Regions from separate parts of the Gossypium arboreum genome. Here region 1 is linked to region 2. Evidence: chromatin contacts called from public Hi-C data. All regions are on one chromosome and are shown on one strand. The core of a region is the stretch at or near the end of the contact, and the rest is flanking DNA. Distances in the headings are between cores, read along the strand shown.

Region 1 (5,976 bases), core at 714-3,213, 170 kb before region 2:
AGTTGATTAAAATTGTTGGATTTGATTTTAATATTTTATTAATGAATTTAAAATAAAAATAAAAATAAAAGTATATGATATACTAAATTGAAGAAAGAAGAAAATTATGTGAAAAAATTAAAGGAAATAAACTTATAAGTACCTCAATTACATTTTTCTTCTAACTAAAAAAAGCTAAAAACCGAATAAATCGAATCGAACTGAATCGAAAGTTTTTTGTTTGGTTTTGCACTTAGGGTCCATTCGGTTTATTGAGTTTTTGGTATAATTCAGTTTATTCGTTTGAAATGATGATATAATGTGTCACGTCAGCTTGTTGTTACATTGTTACCTGTTTAATTATCAAAATGTAACAAATTAATAATACTAGTTAACATATTATAACTTTTTAAAGTTTGATAGCCAAAACATAATTTAAACCATACCTAAATAACTAAATTTGTAATTTATTCCTTTTAAATATGAATAATTTTTATATAATGTATAGTTCTACCCACGACCCATCTTAACTCTTAATTAGAGGAAAACGCTCTTAAATACCTCAAATCCTAATTCCTCTAATTATTGCAATGACAATCGTGACAATTGAGTTAAGACTAAATTGAACATTTTAAAATAAAGAATGATCCACTTAAACCGTGTAAAACTTAAGTGGTTTTACACAATTTTGTAACTTTTTATACTATTAATATTTTAACAATTAAACTGTTATATTTCATGCTCCTTTCATCTTGATCATGCATATTAAGTTTAACATAAATTCACAATTTCTAATTATTTATTTTATGTAAAAAAAGTTAACTGTTAAATATGTCATACCTAGCTTTATTTGATAATATGTTTTGACATAACAAATTAAAATGCTTTTGAATAACTATTAAAGCTAAACAAAATTAGCAAAATGATGAAATCAAGTTAAAATGATTTCGATTGAGTTAAACATTTTCAATCAAGTTAAAATTGTTTTAAAACAAGTTAGTATTGCTACTTTTTGGCCAAGTATAGATAGTTTTCAAAATATTGATACCCATTTTATAATCAACACCAAATTGACATTCTATTTTCAACCAATTCAACTAAGCATATGGTATCGGTAAAAGTCTATTTGTATCGATATCTTTAACTCCAACAGTCACTAAACTTTGCATTAAATGTTAATAGTAGCAATACTTGTAGATAAAGTATCGATACCTTTTGTTATAGGTGAATTTAATTTTCATCCCCAACGACTTTATTTATTTTCTCAATAACCACAACGATTGGAAATGAAATAGAGGGTACAAATATCATCTTTCAAAGGTTCTACAAGAACAAGAGAGATTATCAAACTTAAAGCTCAATCAAAACAACTTTAGTGCTTAATTCTTTTATACTTTTCTTGTACACATTTGTGAGCTTTCATTGTTATTCTTTAACTAAAGTTTATTCTTATTTATTTGTGCTTAATTGACAAACATTTTGATCTTGTAAGGATTATTTCTTTTATTTTCTTCTTTGTATCTTTTTTTGAGAGTAGAATCTTAAGGTTTGAGTAGAAACCCTAAAGGAGTTATAATCTTAAGATTTTGGGTAGAAATCTGAAGGGAGATTGTAAGGTTAAACCTTCTCAAAGGTTGTCAAATTAGTGAATTTAGTAAAAATTTTAGTTGTGGAAAGTTAAGGTAGTGGAGTAGGCAATTGAAATCGAATCACTATTAAATCGTTGTGTTCTTTGTTGAATATTCTTTCTTTGCTTCCACCATAGTTATTTCTAATGATCAATCGAATTAACAATATATGTTAATATAAATAATATTTTAAATCGAAATGATAAAAATATTAGATAGATTAAAATATTTACATGTATAATGTCAAAAATAAATATCTTAATAAATCCAACCAAATAAATATTTTAAGAAGTGGGATCCCAAGATTAAACAAAATTCATTAATCCCAATGGAATTTCATTTTAGATTTATGGCTTTAAAACGTGAAGATCTAAAAAAAAAATGAATGTCGTTCTCAACTTCCTACATATCTTTGAATCTCTAAAACCATCCTAATGCCTAATTCCTTCTGAAAGCCTAATTTGTCGCCTTCCCTTCTCCTACTCCTATAAACTTTCATTTTCCCGAGAAACCGTTGAAACTCTCAATAACTCTCGTTTGATACAACCATTTTACCTAATTTACCAAACATTCCCAAAATCTAACCCATCCCCAGCTCCACCATTCTTATAAATTTTCCTTTTTTCTTTTTGATTTCTTCTCCAACCCAGAAACCCAATGGAAACTTTCCCTTTCTCCTCAATCCCAAATCTCCCTTTGTTTTTTTCCATGTTTTTGATCCTATATTCGATTGCTTACTCCATTGTTTTCCGTAACTGGAGTCCCAAGATTCGCCCCGAAGCTTGTTCTTGCTTTATCTCCCTCTTCCATGGCACCCCAGCCGTTTTCTTAGCCACTTTCGCAATCTTTTCCGACCAAAACCGTGGGTTTTCTTCACCGAACACAAAAACCCAGAATTTAGTTTTGGATTACAGTATTGCTTATTTCCTCACAGATCTGCTTCACTACCTTGTTTTCTTCCCTACAGACGTCCTCTTCATTGGTCATCATTTGGCTACGCTCTTTGTTTTCATCACTTGTCGCCACGTCGTCTTCCATGGCTCCTATGCTATCCTCACTCTCTTGATTTTAGCTGAAGGTACCAGCTTTTGCCAGAACGTTTGGACATTGGCATCCGCTAGGAGGCACGATAATCAGTTGGCCGCAAGGGTTTATTCGAATTTGTCCCCTTATTTTTATGCCTTTTATAGTGTTGTTAGAGGGATTTTTGGTCCATTCGTTTTGTACCAAATGGGAGTGTTCTATTCAAGTGGGGTAGCTGATAATGTGATCCCTAGATGGCTTTGGATTTCTTGGATGTGTGTTGTTATTACAGCTATTGGTGTTAGTATCTTGTGGATTTCTAATTTGTGGGTTGAATTGTTTAAAGAGAAAAAGGCTAAATTGGAGAAGGAATTATGACAATCGAATTGTTTTTTCTTTTTCAGAACAATCTTGTCTTTGTGGTATTTGAATGCATACTTTTGTAGGCTATCAATGCAGCAATTCAGTTTCAGATGCTCTTTTTCTTCAATGAAATTCAAATTATAAACATCTTTTGTTTTACATTAACAACTCTTGTTGCTGCCTGGATAACATTGTAGTTTAAATTCCATCATGTTTTTATTTCACTTTACCCGACATATGGTTCTTTTTTGACTTTACACTTCTCGTCATAAATAACCAATTTTAGTGAATTAAACCATTGTGTCTATACCTTTGGCTTGAACCCTATAGGTTGTTATTAAGAGTTAAATTCAGTGGTCCTACTTCTACTCTTAGGTTTAGGTGGATACCATTATTGGTTCTGTTCCTGTGATTTATTTGGAAGATCCTTAAGAGGGTCATATTTTCAAAGTAAAATGAAGAATCCATGAAACGTTGATTCCATAAATTTGCTGAAACAAACCTTGGGAACTCTTGTTGAAAGCAAATACAACATTTTAAGTGGAAACCATTACATAACTGTAGTATCTTTTTTTCTTCACAAACAGCAAAACAAGCAAAAAAAGAAAAAGAAAAAGAAGACTATTTTGTATTCATACATTAACACAAGTGATAGAATGAAGAAACAGTGACGGCCAATGCTCCTGTGATCTGATTTCCAACAGTTCAATCTCCCATGTTTGTGTATTGACTTTGATTTTCTGACAACGGAGGCTGACAACATTGACTCTTGACAATAGCCTTATGTTATGCTTCCATATGACAAACTTTTAACTATCATGTTCTTCATTTGTGCCTACTCCCCACCTGATTCTTCACTGAGAAGAAAACAATTTAAGAGTAGAATTCATAATCCTTGGCTTGAAGGATGATTTGCCTCAACCCTCCAATTGGTGATAAGATCATCAACATAAGACCAAATACAATGCAGATCTGCAGAAAGAAAAGGGAAAGCCGAATAAAAACCGATTCGAAGCACATCGAAGCAATGAGGTTGTAGTAGAATCAAAATCAAGTTTACATACCCAGTTAGTCCACCAAGATAAGCTAAACTTTCTTGGTTTGTAAATGGCAAGCCACATGACGCAAGGGAGCTAAAGAAAAACCAGTGAAAATGAGTTAAATTCTTCAAAGAGAAAGGTATCTTTTTCTTGTAAGAAGAAAAAATTGGATGAAGGAATTAATGTGGCTTACAAAGTATGTTGTTGGTGCAAAAGCAAATCCTCCAAAAAATCCAAGAAGACCTCCGAAGAAAGGGAAGGTAATGCCGATGAACATCGTGAATGCTGCAATAAAGATTTGATATAAAAATTAAAACCCTCTAAACCCCTTCTTTCTAGTTGAGATCATGAACTTCATTTGCATGCAAGATGAAAATATATGAAGAGTTTTACTTACCAACATAAAGATTGCGGACAATGAATCGAAGTGTTGTACTCGGCTTGAAATTTAATTTCTTAACTAATACGGTTTCCATCATGTCAAAAACTGGCATCGCATAGATCTGCATATCCAAAGACACAAGTTAAACCCAAAATCTAATCAATTATCTGGTCTGAGATGAGGATGTTATCTTGAATGAAATTGATCAAATATGAACCTGGTAGCTTCCAATAACATGAACAACGACAAACATGTTAGCCATTGCAATAAGCCATGCTGGTTTCTCTAATGAGATGAGGATGTTGTCTTGGACTGAATTGCCAAACATCCAATACCCGACTAAAGCGACAGGGAAGTAGCACAAGGCTACAACGATATAGGCAACGATAACACCTCTCCACATTGGTCCCTTCGATGGCTTCTCAGGTGTAGAGGGGATTGTAGCTTGGATCTCCAACACTACATTGTGGCCAGCATAGGCAAAAGCCACATCCCCCAAGGCACTGAAGAAGTTGAAAACTGTTCCTGCTGTAGTCTTAGCTTTGTAGCCATATTGCACATCTGGTTGAACTCCCTTATCCACTGAAGCTCCCCAAGCAATGGTAGAATAACTGTATGTCGAGACAATCATCAAACATTAACATTGAGACTTTACTTTCGGGGGTCGGTTTAATTTATTGGAAATGGCATATAAAATGATTTGATACCTCAAAGACATGACGGCGGCAGCCAAGGAGACACCCGAAATGGAGTTGAAGTTGGGAAGGTGAGAGAGGACAAAGTGAACAGAGGCAAAAATCATGATGAAATAAGTTAGTTTTATATGTTTGCAGGTACTGCAAACAGTGTCATGGAACTTCTGCAATGATTTGCCACCAGTAACCATATAAACAATGCAGACACCAACTTCAACAATAAGTTGCTGTGGCACCACAATGTAGAGGCCAAGTTTTTCACCAAAGGCATATTGACCCAGTTCATGGTATCTATCGAAACGTCTTCCAGGAACCATTTCATGCATTTCAACCATTTGCCATAGTGTATATAGGGTAATAATCCATGATAGGATTAGAACAGTCACACCAGGACCCCTGAAACCAAGTTAAAAAAGAACAAAAAATGGTTGGATTTCTTGTCTCATCTTTGATTGGGTAATTTTAGTGAACGGTTGGTGAGCGTACCATCCGAGTTCTGCCATGGCGTAAGGGAGACTGAGGACACCAGCTCCCACCATAGCGGTGACATTGTGGAAAGCTGAATACCACCATTTTGCATTTCTTGATGAGGTGATTGGCAGCCACTCATCGATTGCTTTCTCCTTTGCTGATTTCTCTTCCAACTATAAATAACAGACAGTTGAAGCAATTCTTTCAATTAGTTTTCACAACAACAAATTCATACCAACAGTAAATTGCTACAACTCTTCATCTGAACACAATTTCTGACCAAAAAAAAAAAAAAAACCTTAAATTCTTTTTCTATATATAACAATTATTTCTTAACTTCCCTCTCTCTTACTGTGTTTTTCTTCTTTTGTTACTTTTAAACTGAATATAGTTTA
Region 2 (6,029 bases), core at 2,011-4,510:
GATTTACCTAATTAATTCGGTTTTCATAAATTAGATGATTTCTAAAGCTTCCACAACGAATTGTGTTTTAGAACAATTGAGTAAATACGTAAGCGATTTTGGAATCAACAAGAGTAAACAAATGAAAACGGTTTTTATCGTAACAACTTAGTTTCAACACGCTATTATGTCACATCACCAGATTCGACCATAACGTCTAAGCCCGATTTGGGGTGTTACAAGTCATGTACCTAACAAACCGGCTATAGGCTCAATCATCTTTAGAGTATAAGCCTCCACTTATATCAAAGCACATGAGTTACATACGCATGGTTAGTGGCTAACTTAGGATTTAGGTAATTCACACCATGAACGTCACAAGTGAATTAATTCTCAAACGAACTCAGATTAATTCATCTTGGGTCTAGTCTAATGTATCATTCTTCCAATGAATACATTTATGTCTCTACCAATAGAGTCAACTGCTTCTATAGCCAATACTAGCCATCTCCCCAATTGAAATTATAAACGGCATAACAATCATTCTAAGTATTTGAACCAATTGCTCACTTTGATTCTTTTACGAGATTACAAACTTGTTTAGATTATCTTCTGAAATAAGTTGTCTTTATCGTAATTTAAATGTTCTTATAGTGTCACTTATCATCAGTTTGAACTTAGATAATCAATGAGTTAATATTTGTTTGTCAAATTTTTGCTATACATGCAAAACATGAAAGACAAAAAAAATAATAGTGAAATGTGAAATTAACTTTATTTATTTATTCATTGTTCAAATACATTATCATATATTATCTTGGTTGAAATATGCTCTAAGTCTCTCTACTTTTCGTACATTTGAAAGTTAATCCTCCTATTATATTATATTATGCTATATCATATCATATAGTGTATACTATATTAATAGTTTATGTATATGTATCAATGATTAAACATTATAATATCATGTAATACTATATCTTTTATTATAATTTATAAATATAATATAATAATAGTTATATATAATAGTAGTACATTAATATTAATTATTAATTATTATTATTTATTAATATACTAGTTGAAATTTACTCTAAATCTCTATACTTTTCATACATTTAAAAGTTAGCCCTTTTACTATATTATATAATATATTAATAGTTTATATACATACATAAATGATTAAACATTATAATAGTATGTAATATTATATCTTTTATTATAATCTATATCATAATAATAGTTATATATAATAGTAGTACATATTATATATTACTATTTATTATTATATCGATTGAAACATGCTCTAAGTCTCGATATTTTTGCTACATTTAAAAGTTAGCTCACCTACTATGTTACATAATGTTGTATCATATCATACCATATATTAATAGTTTATATATATGCGTTGATGATTAAACATTATAATATCATGTGATACCATATATTTTATTATAATTTATATTATTACAATAGTAATATATGTATTAATATTTTAATAAAAGTTATATATTATAATATTATTTTATGTATTAGTAATATACTAATTTAGTATATCAGTTTAAGGGCAACTTAAGTAATCGATTTTGGTTTCGTAATAGTTATATATTATATTATTATATTATCATTAAAATTTATTTTATATATTTTAATAATTATTAATTTTATATATCTACTATACATATATAACTATAGTATTAAAATATTTTATTTTAAATTAATACTTTTAAAAATTTTATTTAACTTTATAATTTAATATAGAAAATTATTAATAATTATTTTTCTATTAATAAAGTTTTAATATAAATATGCGATGCTTATATATACATTTTAAAAAATAAAGATTTATCATTTATTTATATTTTAAATAATATCATAGAAATATATTAATTATTAATGTTTATTATGACCATTTAATTATGAAATTGGGTATTTTTAATTTTTGAGTTGTACTTATCTCGGGCTTAAACTAAATCAGTTTCAAAGCTTAAATTTTATTGGGCTCAGATCATTACAAACTCAAATTAACATGGATAAGTTTTTGGGCTTGGCCTATTTTACCAGCTTTAAATATATATGATGATAAATCATAATCGTGAAATAAGATTGAGAATAAGGAATAAGTAAAGAGGAACAGACAAAGGTGAAAAGTACAAATTAGAACTTGTTAAAAAATAAAAAAAGCAAAGACGAACGGTTAATGCAAACTGGTGCCAATCATCACCAAAGAGAATAAAGAATGAGATTATAGAGACCAGGATGCATCGATGGAGGGAGGGGGAATAGAAGAGAGACGATGGTTGCCTTAAGTCGCAGAGAGATTAACCAGAAACCAGTGGGAAAGATTTCGAAGAAGGTGGGGGAGATGGAGTGTAGACGGAGGAGAAACGAAAGAACAAGACTGAACAACAAGGGCTAAACGGTTGCCGTTAATGTAAAGAAAGGCTAAGTTTGGGGTTTTTCTGAAGGCTCTCAATAGCTCACCTACCATCCAAGTGAATAAATGAAAATAATATAAAAAAGTTTAAACAATAATTTTTTTTTGGTTCAAAAAAATGTAAATAATTTTATTAATTAAAAATTGGGTGTGTTGTCCTTAAAGAGTATTAAAGGTTTTTTCTGAGAATATTAACAATATTCTATATCCTCTTTCTACTCATTCTTTCGCCTTTCAAGCAATTTAAATTTTTGCACTCAAGCTAAGCAAAAGAAAGTCATTGGCTTGCGAAAGCATTGAATTACGGAAAAGGCAATAATCAAGGCTTAGTGCATCATCCACCTATGATAATTTTATTTTATTTCCTTATTTGTAACACTTTTATCATAATCTGTATAATTATAATGAAGTAAGTTAGAATATAAATATATTAAATTACACCCACAATGTTAATTTGTTAATTTCAAATTTAATCTCTAAATAACAGACTTACCTTGCTCTTATAAAAATTATAAAATTGTGGTAGAGGCAATTTTTATTATTAGCTCTAAAATTAAAATTCAAACTTTGATCTTGTAATAATATATATAACTGGGAAAGTTTAAAAAAAAAAAGATAAAATTTGAATGATCCAACGAACAACGAGGTAAAAACAAAACAAAAAAAAAGGGACGTAAAAAAAAACCGGATACTGCCACCTTAAACATTTTCAGAGCAGGCCGGCAACGGTTTAGCGCACGTTAGCCTCCCTAAGGAACACGTCACTCTGGAATTCATTTTTTATTCACCAGCGCACGTTAGCATCGGCCCTTTCACTTTATGTCTCTAGTCTCCATCAATTTCAAACGGCTAAACGTGACTCACTTTATCCCTACGGTCCCATTCCGAATTTCCAAACAAAGTCCCCCAACTTTATAAAATTTAAACTTACGCCCCTATTAAAAACTCACCATTTCTAAATTTCAATGTTTAATCCTTTCTTTTATTTTCTAAAGAAAATTTCCCCAGAGAGAGAGAGAGATGACAATGGATAGAGAAAAGGAGAGAGAGATAGAGCTCGAAAGCGCAATGTATACGAATTGCTTGCTTTTAGGTTTGGATCCATCCATAATCGGACTCGGAGCCTCGAACGGAACCCCTCGGGTCGGACTTTTCCGTCATTCGAACCCTAAATTAGGGGAACAGCTTCTTTACTTCATCCTCTCTTCTCTTCGTGGCCCCGCTCAATCCGCCAGAGTAATGATCCTATTCCTTTTTTTTTCCCATTCGGTTTAGTTTTGATCTGGTCCGTATTGGTTTTAAGTTTGGCTTTTTGCTCTCGGATCTTTCAGGATTTCGACAGAGTTTGGCCGATTTTTGACTCAGCGCAATCTCGTGATTTTCGAAAGGTTGATTTTTCGAGTTTTCTTCTTTTCTTTTTCTTTTTTGAATTTTACTGTTTTGTTGAAATTTTATTTATTTGTTGTTAATTTAGGTTGTGCAAGGGATAATTACTGAGCTGGAAGCACAAGGAGCTCTACCGAGGAGTAATTCGAGGGTTTCTTCGCTTGCTACTTGCTGTGGACCGAGGTTAGTAGTTAATTTCTCTTTGATTTCCCAAGAAAATTCAAAATCCAGCAAAATGGAAAAAGGTATATGATTAGCTTGCCTCTTTTACTTAGTTCTAATTGCATTTGGTTCATCAGAGTGGATAGTTTACTATTGGCACTGAATATCAGTGCAAGATTCAAAAAGCCTGAATTGTTTTATTTACGGGTAGGTTTTCTTCATTAACGAAATTTGTTAATTCATTCTCACATTAGGCTTTCTTATGTTTTTTGTTGTAGATTTGTTGAGCTTTTGTGGCAACTTTCATTGCATGCATTGAGAGAGTTTCATAGAAGGAATTTTGCGGCAGATGTTGCTTCTAACCCATTGCCTGCACCATTGACTGATGTTGCATTTTCACATGCGGCCACACTACTTCCTGTAACAAAGGTAATGCTTCTCTATGAACTTTTCGTATGAAGTACATTTGAAGTTCCTTATATTAGGTCTGTGCTTTGTTTTTTTGGTTGTTTCTATGTTACTTTTCCTATATCATCATAGTTCACTTCTTGTATGGTAACAGCACTTATCATCAATCATCATTCAATACACCGAGCATTTACTTTTCAAAGTGCTTTTCTTTATTAGATCTTCCATATCTATGAAGTAACATGCTTGCTTTTTAACAGGCTAGAATAGCACTTGAAAGGAGGAGATTTTTGAAAAATGCTGAAACAGCAGTGCAGAGACAAGCTATGTGGTCTAATTTGGCTCATGAAATGACTGCAGAATTTCGTGGCCTTTGCGCTGAGGAGGTAAGTAGATAACGGTTAATTACTTATTTGCATGCTTTTTTGAGTTTTTATGTTGAAATATCAATATAATCCCTCTTGCTATTAATGGATGGCTTTAATTTAATATCTTTAATTTAGAAAACCTGGATCTTAGGCTTATTTGCAGCAAGAGCTGGAAAAATTACATGACTTAAGGAACAAAGTGAAGTTGGAAGGAGAGCAATGGGATGATCTCGTCTCTACTTCCAGTCAGAATTCTCATTTGGTTTCGAAGGCTACTCGCTTATGGGAGTCTATTTTATCTCGTAAAAGTAAGTGCCCATGAATAAGCCACGATCATCTATTTCTTCATTAACTTGTTTGATTTTCATAACCTTGATTTATCGACCTATATGTCTAGGTCAGCATGAAGTTCTTGCTTCAGGACCTATCGAGGATTTGATATCTCATCGGGAGCATAGGTAATTTGCCCCTGCGTGTCAATCTGAATAGTGCATATGGCACACTTTTTCACCCCTTTTCATATATATCATTTTCCAGGTATCGCATATCTGGGTCTGCTTTGCTTTCAGCTATGGATCAGAGTTCACAAGTTCCTCCTACAGATGTCTTATCCGTTCAGTCGGGTGATTTAGATGGCAAAGAACAGAATGATGGATTTCACACACAATTCAAAGAAGAGACACATTCTCGGTTAGATGATAGAGGTGGGAGAATCCACCAGACTGTTGATGTAGCAGAAGTTATCAGACGTTGGACACATGCATTACAGCGCATTCATAAACAGTCACTACAGCTGGTATGCTATTTTATTTTGTTTCTGTTCGGTCAGCTGTCTTAATTTGTATTAATACTTGGCCACCAGAACTTTACTGAATTTCTGAATACCATAATGGTATATAGCACATAATTATTAATTTGATATTTTTCTAATTTATGGTATTAATAATACGTAGCACATAATTATTAATTTGATATTTTTCCAATTTATGGTATTAATAATACGTCAGTTTTTCAACATTAATTTTGAAGTTGTGGCAATGAAATTTCTGCTGGGTGTTCTACTTGAATGAACAAAACCTCTATGTGATAAACAAAGTCCTTCAATTAAGGTTTTCCATCTTTTTGAGATGTGAATAAGAAATCTGTTATGGTATATCAGAAATGAGCAATTTTTAGTCTGCGCCTTCTAAAGTATTGAAAAATAATTTAGAAATTCAAAATTATGATTAACTTTTTTATGGAATTATGGATTTCATGTTGCTAATTATCAGTGTTGAAGTAAGATGCTAGTA

Evidence for each region. Hi-C and Micro-C count contacts between places; a contact is called where the count stands out from the background.
Region 1: a Hi-C map of leaf shows a contact between it and region 2, with 4 times the contacts expected there. The contact joins the promoter of LOC108457380 here to the promoter of LOC108454281 in region 2. A contact is called at or near these places in 2 of 5 Hi-C or Micro-C datasets (both in leaf).

What each region holds. Positions count from the first base shown.
Region 1 is chr9:15,781,383-15,787,358 of ASM2569848v2, reverse strand. It overlaps LOC108457380 (TLC domain-containing protein At5g14285), which reads left to right and starts at 1,963. Exons shown (of 1, transcript XM_017756405.2): 1 at 1,963-3,138. The coding sequence starts at 2,265. The coding sequence ends at 3,008. It overlaps LOC108457379 (lysine histidine transporter 1-like), which reads right to left. Exons shown (of 8, transcript XM_017756404.2): 2 at 5,597-5,754; 3 at 5,123-5,506; 4 at 4,633-5,026; 5 at 4,431-4,536; 6 at 4,227-4,318; 7 at 4,058-4,126; 8 at 3,481-3,965. The coding sequence ends at 3,867.
Region 2 is chr9:15,609,938-15,615,966 of ASM2569848v2, reverse strand. It overlaps LOC108454281 (AUGMIN subunit 6-like), which reads left to right and starts at 3,260. Exons shown (of 13, transcript XM_017752695.2): 1 at 3,260-3,649; 2 at 3,745-3,801; 3 at 3,888-3,982; 4 at 4,240-4,390; 5 at 4,630-4,755; 6 at 4,889-5,045; 7 at 5,135-5,195; 8 at 5,275-5,533. The coding sequence starts at 3,434.